4 separate regions of the Mus musculus genome follow, and regions 1, 2 and 4 are each linked to region 3. The links are chromatin contacts, called in public HiChIP or PLAC-seq maps. All regions are on one chromosome and are shown on one strand. The core of a region is the stretch at or near the end of the contact, and the rest is flanking DNA. Distances in the headings are between cores, read along the strand shown.

Region 1 (3,009 bases), core at 173-2,672, 590 kb before region 3:
AAAATATACCTTTAGCTATGCCTTGAAGTATGTTTTAGTTGGTCCCTTGCAAGTTTCACTCTCTACAAGCCTGGCAGTTTGTCTTGAAGGGGTGTGTGTACATGACTGGAGACGGTCACCTTGTTCCCCCTCCTCCATGCTGACTGCCTAAGATGGTTGGAGATGAGGACCCAGGACCTTTGCCCCACTAGGGTCTCACTGCAGGCAGGATTCAGATGTCTTCTGCCTTCAGGGGCTCTTTCTGTCAGGTATGAAAAATGGGCTGATTGAGAAAGGACCTGGGGACAGAGAAGTCAGCTATGAAGCCACTGAAGTCCCATAACAGCATCATTGGTAGGCGTAAGCTACATATAGCAGCTCTCTATGTGCTAAGCAGTTCTTCATTCCTTCTCATAAGTACTGACAAAAGCATTTACTTTTCAAACATGTCAATTACAATTATTCTTTTACTACAAAAAATTAAAGCTGTATATAATCCTTTAAAAAACACATTAAAAACTGTATTCTGTCGGGCAAGGTAAGAGTCCAGATGGTGACTGGAATGGGCATCATGACTCAACAAGACCACTGGAGCTAACGACATTAAGCAATGTGCAGCCTTTGTGATCTAGGTGTGATTTTTATCCTATGACAATCGCATCTACTTGAGTCAAGGACTACATGACATTCCCTAGGGGTTCCCATCACTTCTGTCCAACGCCAAAGAGCTGTGCACACTGCCTGTCCCTTTGAAGTCCCTTGGTTTAAATCTGTCGGAACAACTGGTTAACCCTCTTTTCAGCTCAGGGGCTTTGAAGTTGGCCAAACGACGAATCCAATCTGACTTCCTTTTATATAGACCAGGTTTTTCCCTTCTGTTGCCTGCAGCCTGGGTTTTTATTATCTATACCAAGACATCTTCAGAAAAGAAGAAAATTAGTAGGGGTGATTTTGTTCTTCAAGAAGAAGGATAAGCTCATTTTGCTGGCGTGCATGCCTTTCGACAGCCCAGTGTACAGCAGACTGTTAACATAAAGCAAGAAATGAATGAAAGTATCAGGTTTTTATGATACATGCCGATTTTGTCTATTGTGTCCTGACCCTGGATCTAAAAGCCTAAGGACTTTGTAGCTGGTGTTTTGTTGCGCCTCTGGAAGGCAGCAGTTGAGGGATTACATAGGAGACGTCCTCTCCACTCAACCCCACCCAGCAGTGAGAAAAGACCCCTGATGTTTGCATTCTTTAAGTCAGCCCTTGCCTAAAGTTCACCCCTTCCTGCAATCCCGCTCAACTGTTTAGCACATGTCGACCCTGCAGTAATGAATCGGCAGAAGCCTAATTCTCATGATGATTAATGGGGCTCCTCAGATGCAGCCCATTATTCCATCCAAAGTTAAAAGAGTGATTCATCATTAATCACTGTAAGAAATGGGCTCCGTGATTCATAATTCTGAGCCAGCCCATTTCCTTAAGGTTCCTTCTCGCCTTTTGTTATTCCAGAAGTAGCACGGTCTACAGCCTCATGCTGCCTGCATTCAGACATGCTCATTTGCTGATTAATTTTCTTTAGAAGTCGGATACCTCAAGGATACTTACTTAAACCGCAAACCCTCTGAAGAATCATACTTCCTTCAGATACCAGGATACAACAGCCCTCAGTTCATCTGAGTTAAAACAAGCACACTCACTCAGAGACTACCAAATCGATCCCGAGCCAGCGTCCTCCTGGCTGTGTCATGGCCTCACCACACCACAGCATTTGGAGGGGGACCCTTGAAGTGAGCCCTTGTCCCTTACTTACATCCACACTCCTAACCCCTCATTCCACTTGGGTCCTCACAAGAATCCAGGGAGACCAAGCAATGTCATTTCTAAAGGCCCATTGACAAAACTGTGTCACTACTTTCTATGTGGAACTTTTCATTGCATGGCTTACTGTGCATTTTCTTGGATGCTACCTGAAGAAGTTACTTTTCTTATTGCTGTCACCAAATACCCTGACAAGAGGCCACTTAAGGGAGGAAGGGTGTTACTTTCGGCTTAAAGTTTGAGAGACCGTTGTCACTGTGGTAGGGAAGTCATGGAGGTAAGGAGGGTATACTAGATGGTTACGTAGTAGAGAGCAGACAGAACATCAGGCTGGATTATGAAACATCGAGTCCTAGCCCCAGTGACCTAATCCCTGCAGCAAAGCTCCACCTTCTAAAAGTTCTACAGCCTTTCTGAACAATGCCACCAATCAGGGAGGAAGTGTTAAAACAAGTGAGCTTATTTGTACTCTATCCAAAACAGGGCCTATCCTGAATTAGGGAGATAAATTACCTCTGCCAGCATGAAGGGAATGAAAGCCTTCTATGGTGAATAAGAATGGCCCCCATAGGCTCTTATATGTTAATGCTTAGTGGTACTATTTGAAAGGATTAGAAGGATTAGGAGGTATGGCCTTGTTGAAGGAAGTGTGTCACTGGGGTGGGCTTTGAGGTTCATAGGCTCATGCCAAGTCCAGAGGCTCCCTCTCACAGCCTGTGTATGAGGATTTAGCCTCAGCTACTGCTCCATCACCTGCCTGCATGCCACCATGCTCCATCATGATAATAACAGTCTCAATAACTGAAACACGAAGCAAAGCCCCCAGCTGAATGGTTTCTTTCATAAGAGTTGCCTTGCTCACGGTATCTCCTCATAGCAACAGAGCAGCAGCTAAGACACCTTTGCTCTGCTGCACTGCCATTGCTTCCTGAGGAGCAGGAACACCCGCACCTAATTACAGAAGCAGGGGCACCTCACAGAAGAATAGCTTGCTTGTCTACACTCCATCTTCTCATCCTCCTCCTCCTCCTCCTCCTTGCCCCTTCCGTCTTTCTCCTCTCACTACTCTGTCTTTACCCTCCCACTCTCTCCTTCATACACATTAAGAGTTTAGGCCAAAGCTGGGCGTGGTGTCGCATGCCTTTAATCCCAGCACTCGGGAGGCAGAGGCAGGAGGATTTCTGAGTTCGAGGCCAGCCTGGTCTACAGAGTGAGTTCCAG
Region 2 (3,172 bases), core at 25-2,524, 620 kb before region 3:
ATGGGAAGGTGCTATAATAATAAGCTTAATAAGAAAAGAACAAAACGTCTAGTAACATTGTTAAGATCTACACTTTCAGAAAGACATTTAGAAAACAAGAGAAAATGACTATTAACGTTTGTTGTAATTTTCTGTCTTACTGCTCTCGTTAACCTTTTCCTGAACCTTGTTGTAGGTTAATTTATAGATTTAACTTACTAATTTATAAGTTAAATTTTGACCTAGGTGTGTATATGTAGAAATATATTAAATATACCTAAGGATATATGTATCAGTAGGATGAATAGTTTCAGGCTTCCTCTGAGGGTCTTAGAATGTGCCCTTCATGATTAAAGGGTATACTATCTTCTCTCTGCCTCCACTGGAGCTGGCCTGGGGGAAGGTCTCAGCAACCCTCCCTCTCCATTCCATGTCCAATCATAGCCACATCTGGTAGCTGCCAGGCATCCCAGCCTTCAGTCCTGGCTTTCTCAGGCCCATCCTCCACATTATGGCAAAGAGATCTGCGTTGAACAAGTGAACTAACAGGCTGTTCTTATTATGACATTGAAGAAAGCCTTATACGTTCAACTAAACCCGGCTATTCAGTGAGTGCTTTTAAGGATTCCTCATAAACTGATTAAAATTACCAGGTGTCAACGGAGTATGGTGGTACACGTCTGTAATCCCAGAGCTTGGGTAGTAGAGGCCTGAAACTACTCAAGGTTGACACAATTTCATAGCAACTTAGAGGCCAGCCTGGGCTAGTTGTAGACCTGTCTAACAAAGAAGAAGACGGCAATTACAAGTGAAAATTTTGCCTCTGAGTTATATGAGGTCAGCCTCACCGTAAACACTCTCCAAACTCTACAAACCAGGTATTTTTCTGTTCTCGTGCCTTGTTTTGTTTTGTTTCATTTTGCTTCTGTAAGGTTTCAAGTTGTAGCCCTGGCTGTCCTGGAACCTAGTCTGTATTTCAGGCTGGCCTTGAACTCATGAAGATCTATCTATATCTGCATCCCAATGGCTGGGATTAAAGACTTGAGCCACCACACTCTTGATCTCTGTTGCTGTGATAAAGCACCAAGACCAAAAAAACTGATGAAAGAAAGGATTTATTTTGGCTTATATAGTTCCAGAGGGATATGAGTTCTTCATGGTGGAGAGGCATGGCTGCAAGTGGCTAGCATTCTGGATAGATGACATTTTCAACCATGAGCACAGACCAGAGAAAGCAAACTGTAAGTGGGGCAAGGCTATAAATACTTACCACCCGCCCCCAATGACATACTTCCTCCAGCAAGGCTACAACTCCCTAAATAGCATTGTCTACTGGGAACCAAGTGTTCAAAAATCCCAGGCTGCAGGGGAAATTCCCATTCAAAACAACAGGCCAGATTATGGTTTTCTGAGTTTCAAAAAATATGCCTGGGTCTGACTTGCTGCTGTTGGTAACGCTGCCTTGCATGGAGCTGGCCCTCTCTTGCCTCACATATTAGTTTGTCTTTCAGGACTCAGACTTTCCCCCAAGCATCTTCTCTACTAGTCCCACTGATTTAGACGTCTATTCTGCATGTCCCAAATACCCCTTTCTTCGTTATAACTCTACGGAGCTGCTTAATAGTCTGTTTATGTGTCCATCTGCTCTCCTCCTCTGAGCTGCTTGCATGTCAGCACCATCTGATTCACCTTCATAGCTCCTGGAACTAGCACGGAACATGAGTCATACTTGAGTAATCCCTACATCTTCATCACTAGAGTAAATAAAGGCAGGGGGAGACGTCTCATTGCAGGAAGTCTCAGATGTGCCTACTAGCCCCGGCCGTCTGCTTCCACCTGCCAGCTAAAGCTTGCTGGGCTCCACTGGGAGTTGGAAGGGGCAAAGCAATTAAACTTGGAAGTCTCTGGCCTGTCAGGTTCACCTAGAGCATCAGACTTTAATTAGATGGCAAGGTAGCACTGAGCTTAGCCCTGAAAAGGGAGGCTATCATTGGAGGAGAGGGGGAAAGCAATTCCAGAGGCTCGGGAACGTGGCAGAGATCCAGGCTGACAGGTCGGCAACACTGAAGACCCAGGAGGGCCACATCAGTGCACTGGGCACACAACGAAAGGATATTGCCGAAGTTAATAGACAGCTCAGGAAAAGGAAAACTTAACTGTGGATTTTGTGTGCTAACGTCTTACATTCTGCTTCAGACTCATTTTGTTGCTAGGACAGAATAGGACAGAGTGGGTAATTGATAAACAGGAAAAAATCATTTCTTGAAGTTATAGAAGCTAGAATTCCAATGTAAATGTGCCAGCATTTGGCAAGGGGCTGTCTTGCTTCCAACGTGGTAGAGGAACTCACAACACCAAAGAGCGCAATAGTGCTCACTGGAAGATCTTCCCAGCTGACACGGTCCAGCACAGGATCCTTCCTTTTGTCCCCCACCCCCACCCCCGCCCCAAGGCCGCACACCTAAAGGCTATCCACATGTGAATTTAGGATGTGAGTTTCCAACAGTGGATCTTTGGAAGGCAAGGTCCAGCTAGCATGTATCCCTTCTAAGGCCTCGGGACGAAGTAGAAAGACAGGCAGCGTCTAAGTGTGGACACAGCGAGAGGCTCAGATGAATCTCATCCTGTGTCTGAGGCCCCGCCCCTGAGAACACACCCACACCCAAGACTCAAACTCAGCCTCTGATGTCCCTGCTCTCCCTTCTTGTGTTTCTTCACTAGAAAGCTTCCTCTGCTGTGAAAAGAGATCCAAAGACAGCAGGGGTGGGGTGTGGCTACTGATGGACAAAGGACCTTGCACTTCCTCACTGGGGGGTCCTGGTGGATCATCCCATCTCTCAAACATGGTGCATTAATACTGAGACCCTCCTAGAATCCAGATCCCTTAGAGCTTCCAGCCTCACCGGGTCATAGTCAGAACTGGGAGACACAATTAAAGAGCTTTGTTCCCAGCCTACACAGAAGGCCCACCCTTGCCACCTTCTGCGGGCACAAGGGGGATGAGCCTCATTGCTCTGTCCCACCGTGCCATAGTAGTGATTAGGGAGACCTGACAGACGATTTAACTTTTCTAAGACAAAAGAGGGGGGAGTGTGTCTTAACCTATGTCACCGGGTCATGTTCTTGCAATTTCAGGTGAAGCAAGCACGGGAAGCTATGAGTGTTTCCAGTTTTCAATAGAGAGATTACATCT
Region 3 (3,378 bases), core at 577-3,076:
TCCACCATGTGATTCCAGAGATGAAACTCAGGTCAGGCTTAGCAACAAGTGTCATTATTTACTGTGCCATCTCATTTCATTGGTCTTACAGATGGGAGAGGGGAGAGGGGAGAGGAGAGAGGGGGTGAGGGGGGGGAGAGAGAGAGAGAGAGAGAGAGTCTGGCTGCGTAACACAAGTTGGGCTTGAATCCTCCTTTCTCAATCTTCCTGTGGGTTTATAATTAAGCATCTCATACAGCTATGTGCATTCTTTATAATAAAATGTTACTGTAAATACCATGCTCTAGCAAACGATCAGATCTGAGGATGTTATGGAGCCTCTGGGTTTACTAAGGCAGTGAGAAGCGAGGATGTCCTGGGGAAGCCTGACTGTATGAGGTGACGGCTGTCTTGTAGAGGACTTGGCTCTGGATCTGTAAGGTCTCTGCCTGCTCTGCACAGTTAGTGTCAGACTTGAACTCCACACCCAGCTGATGTGATGTGCTTTAGTTGGAGTAGAAATGAAATGGAGTATAAGTCACCATCCAAATATTACTGTTTAAAAGAGTTTGAAAATAAGTTTCTCAGCTGAGTGTGGTTGTTGGAGCTGCCTACTTGGGTCCCCAAACTATGATCTCATGTGTGGTCATAAAGCTTTGAGAAAAGCTCTTCTGTGTAAGAAGTCTGGCTGGGTTGATTCACTGTCCTTTGTTGTGCACTGAATGAAGAGCTTGCCCTTTGCCTGTCTCTGGACCCTGTGAGGACACAGCAACAAAGCACTCACGAGGTGCAAACATTAGCTGTTAGACTGTCGAGAGATACAGTTCTGTTCTTTGTCGTTTGCCTGTTCTGTGATATGCATGTATAGTCACACAAAATGGGCTAAGACAGATGGGCTCTTCCTTTCCCTGCTACGTATATACCGTCTGCATTTGCCTTCCCTTACTCTTTTGCAATAAGATCCCGTTCCCATGATGTCAGTCACCATCACGAACCTGGCGATCCCCTGACTTACTAAGGCTACTCTACCCCTCTGACTCACAAAGCCAAGGACAACTTCACAATGCCTGCGGGAGGCAGACAGACAGGCTTTGTGCTTCTTTCTGGCTCCCGCTCACCCATGCTCAGAGCTGTAAATTCTGCAGTAAAGTCGATCAGTTCTTCTTTATGTTGAGTCCTGGGCGGCCCGGTTTCCATCCAGCCGGTATCAACATGTCACACAATGCAAAAGGATCCAAAATTATGGAAAAGCAGATTGGCTCCAGGAGCAAGGCACACACAAACACTTAAACATTTACCACCACTTTTGCTGTTTAGTGACTTCTCGGTCATTCCGCTCTATGAAGCATAGTTCATTATCATCATGATCAACTTGGGTCTGATCAGATCCTCCTTCTCAACGTATTCACATGACATTCAAGAATAGAATCAAGCTAATAGTTGTCCCTGTAGACTGAAAAGCAGATATTGATTACAAAGACCTGCTGATGTGAAAAACAAACAAACAAAAATATAGAAATCTACATCTGTTATATTTACACGGAAGCTAGGCAGTGTTGGTAGGAGGATTTATGTATTAGGAAGAATGAATGTGCTTTCTTTTCTGTAATTATTTGTATCTGGGGGCTAATCTAGAAATGACACATTGTATAGTGTCCTAGTTCATCAGTATACCTTGATTTGGCTCTCTCAGTCTGACGCCAAGGTCAGTCAGGTTCCATACTCCGTGCTCCGGAAATGTGAAGAACCCTAAGGTACTAAAGTTAGCCCTGGAGAGAGTTGGGGCAGTGCAATGGGTGTGTCAACATGATCCTGACAGGCGAGGGAGCGGTAAGAGAACATTCCAGAGGGCCAGGAAGGAGCAGAGGTTTGGAGCAGGGGTGTCCAGGAAGTGGTTGTGATGAGTAAGCCCTGAATGCGTGGGAGAGCGCCAAGGAAAAAGTGAGCAAAAGCTGGAGTGGGATCACTAGGCTTTGAAAGCAGCAGCTTCCATGAAAAGCCGCCCTGCATGTCCAGCCCCCTGCAGTTCCAGCCCCCTGCAGTTCCAGCGCTGATCTGAAGGAGCGCTGTGTCAGCACCTGCGCAGGGCCAGGGGCCTCACTTTTTCTTAAAGGAAAAGGCTCTAAAACCACAAACAAACCCCTGCTCTGTCCTTGATTCATCCTCCGTCTAGTAACTTTTAAAGTAGCTGAGCCCCAAAGAACACATTCAGAGTGGGTCTTCCTATCACAGTTAACCTGACCTCGAAACTCCTTCACAGACACGCCCAGAGCCTTGAATCTTAGGTGACCCTGATCCTATGAGGATGACAATCCGTCCATCATCTATTCTACCTCATGCAGGCTTTTATACTCTTAACTGTTTGCTTTTTCTCTTCCTACTTTCTATCTGTTGTAGTTGTTGTTTTAGAATGTGAACAACAGCCTTGTAGGTGCTACAGCCTGAGCTACATTCTTGGTTGTGGGATATATGCTTTAAATATCCTGCCCTGGGAGCTGGAGTATAATACCAACCATCACAGCTTATACTGGATACACTCTAAGTGTTTGTTTTTCCTTCTATGTCTTGTATTCTGTTTTTATCTCTGTGCATTCCCTCTCTCTGTCTCTCTGTCTCTGTCTCTGTCTCTGTCTCTGTCTCTCTCTCTCTCTCTCTCTCTCTGTGTGTGTGTGTGTGTGTGTGTGTGTGGTGTTGTGGCTCAATCTCAGGGCTTCATGTGTACTAGGATCTGGGCTATATTCTGAGTGAATGACTGATATCTCTTTAAAAGTCTTGAGTTTGGGGTTAAAGCATAGTTCAAAAGCAGAGGATGTGCTTAGCATACATAAAGCCCTATATTAATCTCTAGCACCCAAACAAAATGAAATACAAAACAAAGAACTTTCAATTTTGTCACTATCAATCAACATCCATTTTAAACTTTTATAAGATAAATACTTATTAAACCAAGTTTATCTGGGTGTGTTGGCAGACACCTAGTTTTAGCACTTGAGAAGTACAAGGAGAGATATGAAACATTGACAGGATGACTTCATGGCTGGCCTGACATCTGAGACCCTGTCTTAAAATGAACAACAACAACAACAACAACAAAAAAAAAGAATACAAATGATTGAAAAGATAATGTTAAAATTCACTGTCATATTTACTTTCCTATTACTATGAAGAGATATGAAGCAACTTAATAAAAGTTAATCAGGGGCTTGCTTACAATTTCAGAAGTTGAGTCCATGACCAACATACCAGGCAGCATGGTATCAGGCAGGCATGGCACTGGAGCAGTAGCTAAGAGTTTACATCCTGATCTACAGTTAGAGGCAGAGAAAGATTGGGTCTGGAGTGGGTTTTTAAACCTCAAAGCCCATCCCAAGTGACACACCTCCTCCAACAAGGCCACAC
Region 4 (3,102 bases), core at 377-2,876, 570 kb before region 3:
AGAATAAGAGATCCATTCAGCATGGGGCCCCGGGCAGCAGCCTGCTTTCCTGCCCCTGCCATTGTGTTACCGAAACGGTAATAAACCTGGATGAGGCACAGGAGACTCAAGACCTTGGCACATTTTCACCTAGACCGAGTCACAGCCCTGGACCTCAGTTAGGAAATATCAATAACTTCCGAAAAGTGGATTGCAGTCCAGCGTTATTTCCAGCTGTCAACACCTCGAGAACTGAAGGGAACGGCCAGGGAACTGAGATATGAAAATAAAAGGAAAAAAAAATCACATGGAGTTCGTTTCATGCCACCTCTCACATGTCCCTCCAACCTCATCTGAGTGCCCTTCCCCAACTGAGGAAAACATAAATAGTCAAAGCAGAGGGGGGTTCTTTTATTTCATCGGTAAAGACATGGGGACAGTGAGATTATAAATTCCAGAAGCATTCATTCCACTGTCCCAAAGACCACTTTCCATCCTATGCTTACATTCGATAATCTAACCCAGATGGTTTGAGTTTTTCCCCAAGAGCTTATTTCAGAGAAATACTAAGTTGGAGTGTGGCACGGCTTTCAGTCTTAGACACATCTTTCTCCTTATCTTCCTCTTCACGAGCGCCGGCCGGAAGATTCTCAAAGTGAATCTAATCCTGTTACTAAGCTGATTTTTCAGACTTCGTGTTAACATAGCGACATCATACACCAGTGCGGTGACTATCATCATACCAAAGTGCACGCTGGCCTCCAGGTTCACTGAGTACTGGTGGTGACTCTTCTCAGCTCTCTGACCCCGCCCCCTACCCTAAATTTCTCCAACTTCCCTTCCCCCAGCCTCTGGTTCTTATAGCGCCCAGCCATTTCACCCATCCACTCCCTTGGCCCTCCTCTCTCCCCGCCCCCCTCTCTCCTCTAATGCCCTGTTTCAGCCTACTGGGCGTGTTTGGACCCCGCTTTCTCTCCTTGCTCTGGACTCTCTTCCAGTGCCTCTGGCTGTGCTCTCTCTCACATCTTCAATAAACAAACTTTCCCCGCAACCATACCTTAGAGCGCCACCTCCTCACTTTATACCCTAAGGTGAGATTTTGCTTCTCAATTGGCATTTTATTTTAAAATGCATTTATGCAATCCCCAAATGCTTTGAACTCTTTAAAAAATACTCGGGAACAACACACCAAGTTGAGAACAGGGAAAGCTCAAAAACACACAGAAAGGGCCTCCAGACTAGACACTGTTCATTCGCACTATTTCCTTAGCACCCAAGGCAAGGGAGGGAATCACTGGGTTCAAAGTGCCCTCCACACTTGCTCCATGTGTGATTAGAGAAAAAATTTGCCCAGTTTCAGGATGATGAATTAAACGTTATAAAGTTTCCCTCTGATTCACACAGTTTGCATGTTCCAGACTCTTAGAAAACCCAATAAAGATGGTCGTAAAAATAGATGAAAGTGGAAACTAGAAATTTCCACACTTCCTGATCACAGTGCTGACATGTGACCACACCTGGCCTCCTGCCCTGCATTGATCACCAAACTTGGCAGATAAACAAACACTCGAAATAACCAAGTGTCCTCAACCACATTGGCCCCAATTTAGCAAATAGAGGTACCGACTAAGCCCTTCCCATGTCACAGAGCCAGACAGTTAGTTCTGCCCTAACTGTCAAGGTCATAGAGACAGCTTAGCCCAGCACACTGCAGAATGCAGAACAAATACAGCTCCCAATTCCCACTGCCGGCACAACACAGCTGCCTTTCATCTAAGTCTTCACGTGCCCCTGGTTGCTACCGCCAGATCCACCAGCCAGCCAGCCCTGGAGATCGCCTTGGAGACTGTCTTGGAGAAGCCGCCCCGGGTTTCTGCTTACTTTAGATCAGCCCTCCCTGAGGCTTCCCCAGCCACCTTCTTAAGACAATAGGACAGCGGGAGAGGTAAGGTCAGCTCAGTCCATCATAAGAACACAAAAGCTGCCCAAGGAGTTAGGGCGCCATCCTGCCCACTGCATGGCAACGGAAGAGTTCTCACATTACAGGCTTGCAGAGCAGCCGGCCCACTGAACTCCCTCCCTCAGGTCCTAGCAGATGGCTCCAGTGTGGCCTTGGCTCTGCTCACACTAACCCTGAGTTCTGTGGTCCAGTCAACAACAGAGCATGTCCTCTCTCCTCGAACATGATGCATGGGTAAAGCCTCCAGCCAAGCATTGAGCTGATGAGAACTCAGGAGTAGTTTATTGATACAGATTGCAAGCAAAGTAGATCACCTTGTCTGTAGGTGAAGGCTTCCCCAGACTCCATAATACATTTTGGGTGAACACTTCAAGAATAAGATGAAGAATATAAAATAGCGTAGTGTCCTAGCTTTGAAACAAAGCATATTATCACACCTAGGGAGACACAGGTCGCCTGTAGAGAGAGAAAGGCAGGGTAGGAATAGACCACTGTCAATAGGGGGAGAAACGGACTGAAGTTTTGGTGTAGGGCCCTTGGCCTCTTTCCAATGAAACGTATTAAAAGCAGTATCAGGAATGGGACAGCCGGGGCTGCAGGCGTGACTCGTTCTCCTGACAAATAGCCACCCAAACAGTTGGCAAGGTGCCCCGCTCCACCTCTCTTCGCCATCTCACCACGTGTAAGCATCTGGCGTATCCATCACCTTCTCCAGAGCATGAATGAGTCCTTAGAATGTAGATAATTTAGCTGAAATATATGTGTGTATTATCATGCAGATAAGACAATTATTTCGTAATAGACAAGGAGCCTGAATCATCTCTGCTGACTTTTGATCCTGACAGCGTGGCAGAAAAGCACACGCTGATATGTTAGATGGCCAGGAAATGGAGGCACAGCCGGAGAGAGAGATTGCAAGACACTGGGCATCGGCTAACACATGTTGTGGTCTTGGCCCTTTCTTGTGGGTATCTGACTTCACAAGGAAAGGCAAAGGCAGAACAAGGAGTTCCCACCCAGCATGAATCATTCTCCCAGAGTAGTGAAAAATAAATATAAAAACAGCCCAAAGGTTAGAAAATGGCTCAGACAAAGAGAATAAGTGAAAGAGAGAAAGAAACTTGCAGTTCTGAGTCTCGTGACGTGACGAGATGATAACGTTG

The links. HiChIP or PLAC-seq counts read pairs in DNA pulled down with a chosen protein or histone mark.
Region 1: a contact with region 3 is called in a FOXA1 HiChIP or PLAC-seq map of pancreatic cancer cells. The contact joins two enhancer-like sites. A contact is called at or near these places in 1 of 15 datasets of contacts at CTCF or cohesin (the NIH/3T3 cell line), 16 of 484 Hi-C or Micro-C datasets (the Ba/F3 cell line, CD4 T cells, the G1E-ER4 cell line and 11 more), 6 of 115 datasets of contacts at active chromatin or transcription factors (acute myeloid leukemia, bone marrow-derived dendritic cells, embryonic basal ganglia and 3 more) and 1 of 9 other capture datasets (embryonic stem cells).
Region 2: a FOXA1 HiChIP or PLAC-seq map of pancreatic cancer cells shows a contact between it and region 3. The contact joins two enhancer-like sites. A contact is called at or near these places in 1 of 39 promoter capture datasets (the C10 cell line), 1 of 484 Hi-C or Micro-C datasets (cardiomyocytes), 2 of 115 datasets of contacts at active chromatin or transcription factors (embryonic stem cells and pancreatic cancer cells) and 1 of 9 other capture datasets (embryonic stem cells).
Region 4: an H3K27ac HiChIP or PLAC-seq map of the NIH/3T3 cell line shows a contact between it and region 3, with 4 times the contacts expected there. The contact joins two enhancer-like sites. A contact is called at or near these places in 1 of 15 datasets of contacts at CTCF or cohesin (the NIH/3T3 cell line), 12 of 484 Hi-C or Micro-C datasets (the Ba/F3 cell line, the G1E-ER4 cell line, LSK cells and 7 more) and 8 of 115 datasets of contacts at active chromatin or transcription factors (the NIH/3T3 cell line, acute myeloid leukemia, bone marrow-derived dendritic cells and 5 more).

The regions. Positions count from the first base shown.
Region 1 is chr4:9,102,559-9,105,567 of GRCm38.p6, reverse strand. No RefSeq gene overlaps it. Among named protein-coding and RNA genes, the nearest start is that of Gm50597, 17 kb to the left of the region's middle. Within about 2 kb of position 1,422, at least 30 of the 459 cell types and tissues checked have an H3K27ac peak or open chromatin away from gene starts, as enhancers often do. A contact at or near this core is called in the NIH/3T3 cell line, adipose-derived mesenchymal stem cells and pancreatic cancer cells, where this site is marked.
Region 2 is chr4:9,132,008-9,135,179 of GRCm38.p6, reverse strand. All of the region lies in intron 1 of Gm50597 (a long non-coding RNA gene), which reads right to left. All of the region lies in intron 2 of Gm34288 (a long non-coding RNA gene), which reads left to right. Among named protein-coding and RNA genes, the nearest start is that of Gm34288, 9.0 kb to the left of the region's middle. Within about 2 kb of position 1,274, at least 41 of the 459 cell types and tissues checked have an H3K27ac peak or open chromatin away from gene starts, as enhancers often do. A contact at or near this core is called in pancreatic cancer cells, where this site is marked.
Region 3 is chr4:8,508,984-8,512,361 of GRCm38.p6, reverse strand. No RefSeq gene overlaps it. Among named protein-coding and RNA genes, the nearest start is that of Rab2a, 25 kb to the left of the region's middle. Within about 2 kb of position 1,826, at least 78 of the 459 cell types and tissues checked have an H3K27ac peak or open chromatin away from gene starts, as enhancers often do. A contact at or near this core is called in the NIH/3T3 cell line, adipose-derived mesenchymal stem cells and pancreatic cancer cells, where this site is marked.
Region 4 is chr4:9,080,750-9,083,851 of GRCm38.p6, reverse strand. No RefSeq gene overlaps it. Among named protein-coding and RNA genes, the nearest start is that of Gm50597, 39 kb to the left of the region's middle. Within about 2 kb of position 1,626, at least 72 of the 459 cell types and tissues checked have an H3K27ac peak or open chromatin away from gene starts, as enhancers often do. A contact at or near this core is called in the NIH/3T3 cell line and pancreatic cancer cells, where this site is marked.